2 separate regions of the Rattus norvegicus genome follow, and region 2 is linked to region 1. A link is a contact called in public Hi-C data. All regions are on one chromosome and are shown on one strand. Each heading gives the region's core, a stretch centred on a gene start, on an enhancer-like site or on the middle of the called end of the contact. The rest is flanking DNA. Distances are from core to core; before and after follow the strand shown.

Evidence for each region. A called contact is a pair of places that touch in the nucleus more often than the background predicts.
Region 2: a contact with region 1 is called in a Hi-C map of the Rat2 cell line, with 2.4 times the contacts expected there. The contact joins the promoter of Col11a1 here to the enhancer-like site in region 1. A contact is called at or near these places in 3 of 12 Hi-C or Micro-C datasets (the A7r5 cell line, the Rat2 cell line and Schwann cells).

The regions. Positions count from the first base shown.
Region 1 is chr2:204,404,892-204,407,700 of GRCr8, reverse strand. No RefSeq gene overlaps it. Among named protein-coding and RNA genes, the nearest start is that of Col11a1, 100 kb to the left of the region's middle. Within about 2 kb of position 1,455, at least 3 of the 93 cell types and tissues checked have an H3K27ac peak or open chromatin away from gene starts, as enhancers often do.
Region 2 is chr2:204,507,749-204,510,557 of GRCr8, reverse strand. It overlaps Col11a1 (collagen type XI alpha 1 chain), which reads right to left and starts at 1,422. Exons shown (of 67, transcript NM_013117.1): 1 at 968-1,422. The coding sequence starts at 1,070.

The sequences.
Region 1 (2,809 bases), core at 206-2,705:
GCCTAAAAACAAACAAACCAAGATGTATTTTACATACAATATAATTCATCCATGCAAAGTTAAGAATTCCACAGTTTTTAGTATGTTCATGCAATTGTGAGGATCATTATGAATTAATTTTTAAATTTCATCTCCCTTCAAAGACACCTCAGCACCATCAGTGATTACATGTCATCATCGTCTTCTGAGGTGAACAGTAATTTACGTTTGTATAGTTTTGCCATCAATGGACAAATCAAATAAAGAGAATCAAAGGATATGTGGTCTTTGGTTTTCTAACATCGCCATCCATATTGTATTATGAATCATGACTTCATTTTTTTGAAGTTATCTGCTTAAAAAGTTATGATTGAACAGTGAGCTGTATCATAGTTTATGCTCTTTTCAGACTTCCATATCGCGAGGAGGTTTTCTGCTGGCAGAGTATACAGCTTTAAATGGGAGAACGCTGTTAGACCTAGAAACAATTCAGACAACGTAAAGATGAGAAGAGGGTTAGCAGAAAACGGGTTTACTGAATCCTCCAGCAGGAGAAAGTGCAAACAATCTGTCATGATCCCTGGATTTGTGTGTTATCATGGGATTTCCTCGGTGTGGATTTTATTCTTTTAGTCTCTGTAACTGCCTTAAATGAAATAAAATTATTTTGATTGCTTTCTCTTTGTTTGATTTTCTCTTCTGTGATTTGAGGAAAACAATCAAGAAAATCATATATTCTACAAGCAAAAATAACAACACATTTTATAGCAATGTTATGAAACTACTACAAAACTTATCCATAACCCTGTGCACCCCACAATATTTACAAATACCTTCTATGTTTCTCAAATTGATGACTCACACATGGTATAACATTTTTCAAGGCACTAGCTAGTATATCGATCTACCTCACATCTCTATCAATCACTTTATAATGTTTTTAATGTGTTTGTCTCTACGATGGATATGTGTATTTATGGTGTTATGCTTATATTCTTATGTGTAAAAGTGAATGTATAAATGTCAAAATATCATCTTGTATGTTTGACTTCACTGTCCACTTGTTTTGATACAGAGTCTCTTGCAGTTTAATGACTGTGTACATCAGGCTAGATAGTTCAAGAACTTCCAGAGAGTCTCTTGTCTTTGCTTCCCATCTAGTACTAGAAGTGTAGATGCACACTACCTCATCCAGCCTTAAGTGGTTTTTGGAAACCAATCTTAGATCCTCACAAATATGGGACAAATGCTTGTACCCACTAAGCCCTCTCCCCAGTTTCTATTTTTCTGTTCTTCTGAATTGCCTGAAACCTTAAAGAAGTCATCTTAAGAATAAGCATTTAAATCTATGGTAATGTTAGGAGAAAGGGGGAGTAAGATTTCAGTGCCTTTGGAATCTACAGTTGCTTTACTCAACCTCAGAATTCAATGAATACAGTGCTGTGTCATCTAACAGTGCAGTGCCAACCACAACTGTTAGGGAGGGATTAGCCTCCACTTAAGTCTGCATTCCTAAAGGACAACATTTGTTTGAACAGCTATGTAACAAGTTACTCAGAAGTTCCTAAAACATGTCTTTACATTTCTTGAACTTTACCTCCCTCGCCCAGATCCTGAGGTTTTCGTGGCCCCTTACTTTTACATCGCATTTTCTGTCCTCTGTATCTTCCCGGTTGCAGCACTTAACTTTGGTTTTTTGGACCCAACTCCCAATTACAACCCTTCTCCAAGATCCACAATTGTTAAAATCATGAATGGATTACGTGTTAGATTTTGGGTTTTCTGCCTCTGATTACTATATATGTTCGAAAATTTTGAAGATTTATACTTCAAAATTCTTCCTCTTTCTCCATATTATGCTGCCTTAACATATACTTGGGTTAGGATTATTTATGTAGCATTCACTTCCTATTTCCTTAATGATGGTAGAAATTGAGATGTTATGTGAATTTTATTCAATCACTTTGTTCTATTAGATATATGTATATAGTATAAGACTCTTGTATTTGTATACAGAATCAAATACTACTATGTGGTCATTAATTATTTTACATGCAACAACTCCTAAATCTAATTAACATGATATTTTATCATCATTAAACTGTGTACTTCAGTAGATATGAAGAACAGGAGGTTTCATGTGATGGAAACAACATAAAGTATTATTACATAGCGAGACCTGACATTCTCAGCAAGTGCTCTACAACTGAGCTGCAGTCCCAGCCCTTCAACAGAGCATCACTTAATTGTATCATAGACTTTTATTCTCACCTCACAGCTTACACTGAATTTTTTAAGTTACAGGGCTGAAAGGCATGGCAAAAAACAAACCAGAAATGTCTAAACAAACTGAAACATTTGATACTGAATGTTTGAAGAGTCTCCTATTGACAGAAAATGCTTATTTTGTAATAACACAGAGCTCTTATTTAATTTTGGGGATTGTGTATTGCAAAGCCAATGCTCTACCACTGACCTATATACATAAGCATCAACTCTACCCACCCACATGCATCACAAAACCTTTAAACACAACACCTATATTATTGATGAGCTGGGGAAGAATCAGGATCTTGTTTGGATTCCAAAGTTGTCTTTTCTGTATTCCTTAAAGGTCATCTTTTTCATGTCTCCTGGTGTGCAGTAGAAATACTTGAGCAGTGATTTCAGTTCCCAAGAAACATTTTTAATTTTTAAATTACAGTCCTTCTAGAGCCTTTCTAAAACTTTCTACAAAGGCCTCACTGGCTTACAGCAAGAGGTTAATATTTCATAGATAAATGGCTATGATTTACATGGTTATTCTCCTTTTGTAACCACAGCAACATAA
Region 2 (2,809 bases), core at 173-2,672, 100 kb before region 1:
CAGGCGGAGGGAGGAGTGAAGTCGCTCTCCCTCCTCCGGTACTGACAGGGCTACAGTCAGCTACACAGGTCTGGCCATTCAATATTTGGTAGTGCCACGTAGGAACTTTTCTTTACCTTCCTCCTCCCATCCCAGGCCCCCTCCTCTTCCTCCCACTCTCTAGTCCTCCGCCCCCAACCCCATTTGCTTGGAGACTTTCATCACCCTCCAAAGGAGTTGTATGTCCAACCTGCAAGAAGGAGCTATTTGAGGTGGGCAAGAGACTGAGGATGAGGGCTTCATGGAGAGGAGAAGGGGGCCAAACATCAGGAGAAACTGCTCCGCCACCGGCCAGGAGCAGTCCTGAACACCACTTTATCATCTGTGAAATGTGTTCCACTGAGAAGCATTTCAAAATGCCACACACAAAGTGCTCCCAATCTTCTAGCTTCATCCCCCTTGGTTTCTCTCATATCCCCCAAAGTAAAAACAGACCGTTTTTCACTTCCTTGCAGACAAAGAAGTTTATCACAGTTCACTTTATACTCTTTCTCTGTATTTTCTCCTCAGTTCACCCTTCAAAAGATATCCCCTTTAGAACCAGAAGAAATACAAAGATTGGTTCAAAGGACAGAGGACTCTGAGTAGACTGTTCTCAAAACAAAAGCTTTAGCTTTGTACGACTGCCTTCCTGTTCAAGGTAATATTTTTTTTTCCTCTTTGCAAAGAAAATGAAAAGGGATGATTGACTTTCTCTGTCTGCTGGGTGCCTGACAGATCTTTTAATCCTACCACCTACCTCCTTGCCCATTACTGTCCCGCCTACATCCATCTCGCTGTCTCTCCAGTTTCCATTCTTAACCTGGTAGCAGCAACAATCTGGATTTTATTTAAAAGAAGTGGTGAGAAGACAAGGGGGAAGGGCACCAAAAGAAGAAAGCCAGGTGGCAATATCCCCCCTCCCCAAACTTTTTTTTTTTCTACTTACCTCCTCTGACCTCTCTGGCTTGGAAGAGAAAAGTCAAGACGAGGGTTGAGATGGTGAGATCCCAGATCCACCGTTTCGTTTTCCACCTGGACCAGGGCTCCATCTCCAAGCCCGGCGCTCACAACTGTGAACCCACGAAATTGCCAGTGCAGACCAACTTCGTCCCTTCCAAGGTGTCGCCTACGTTTGCTACACAGCCATCCGGAAGGGAGAGGGAGTGAAAAAAAGTCAAAGGGCTCTATTTTTTTTTCAATTTGATGGTTTGCTTCCTTCCTGTCTCTCGCCCCCTCCTCTCCCTCTGGGGTGGCCCGCAGAAGACTGCGACCCTGAGACCCGTCCTACGCCTGACCCTGCCTTCAGACTGAGGGTAGATGAAGGGTTTCAAGAAAAAAAGCTGAAAGCACTGAGCACCACTAAAGGCTTCATGCTGTGGGTGGGCTGGACAAGAGGCTCGCGCAGCCCCCTCCTCCGCCCACTCCCCCCGCCCCCTGTGCCCGCGAAACTGACAAGCCGACTGAAGGCCATACCCAATCACAGGCCTCCCCGCAGCCTTGAGCCCGCCCAGTCTCTCCCTGGAGGATCCAGACTACTGCAGGCCCAGCCCACCAGCCACCCTGCATCTCCCCTCTCCTCCCCCCTCCCCAAATCCACGAAAAGAAATGGGAGGGAGTTAGGCGGGACCAATGCTGGGCTCCTGCACTTTGGGAATGAAAGGAATTGCAGGACAGCCCTGGAGCACACGGGATGTTCCAGTAGCTTCTGTATTCAGTAAAAACCAAGTACTCTACTTGCACCGTCTGGGTGCCCCTCTTTCTTCGGAGGGGGGAAGGGAAAGAGGGGAGAAGGCCAGAGTTCGACTGGCCCCACAGTTGGAGTCCTGGACTGGCAGCGGTAACCTTATCCCCCTTCCAAAAGCCCTGCTTCCTAAGGCAGCCACAGAAACCAGTGGGCTCTGTGCTGCCGGCACCCAAACGTATTTTACTAATAATTTCACCCAGAGACTAATGAAAGGTGTCATGAAAGAACTCTAAAGATCAAAATCCTCATTCTGTAGGCAAAATCTAGTTGACGAGCTGAAAGTTAAGCTTCTCAAATGTTCAAAGGCTGCTCAGAGCTCAGTAAGGTGCTTGCCTCTCTCTGAGAAAGCTGGAGAAAGCAAGAACCCATGGCAGCACAAATTAAGGGATCTGTCATTTACTTTCCCAGAAAATCCTGATACCGAATAAAAGGGAAACAGAGGGAATAGAAGACAGGCAAGCTATCTGCAGAACTCTAACCAGTAGAGCGCAGTTTCTTTACTGGTTCTGACCCTGAGCCTTAAGTCTGAAAACTTGGTCACTCCACAAGGAAAGCCTAACAAGAGTGACATGTTTCTAAGAAACCCATCTCCTCCTCATTGTATCTCTCTTATATCTACACATTAGAGTATCTGGTCAGTTTTCGCATATTTGAATTACTCCACCCTTTTGATTGGTCTTTTCTGGTTTTAATCATTTCTGAAACATGTCTCTTCAACAGTTGTGTGCCACGTCCAATGTCCAGCAATCAACAGAAGTAGGAACAGCGTCCAACTGTGTAGCAGCATACATTAGCCACTCAATGGAGATGTTTCGAATGAATACTATTTTTTTTCAACAGAGACTAGAAACCAGGACCCATTGTGAGTGTTTAAGTCATATCAACACTTTAGAGCCTTTAATTAAGCTTATCAAGCTTGTGTGTTCCATTCGTTTTTTATGCTAATCTTTAAACCACGGAGTCTTTTTTAAATGATTCATTAAAATAGGAATAATTGGACCATATAAAATGTTTTCATATGGTTTAATGATTGACAAACTAGCT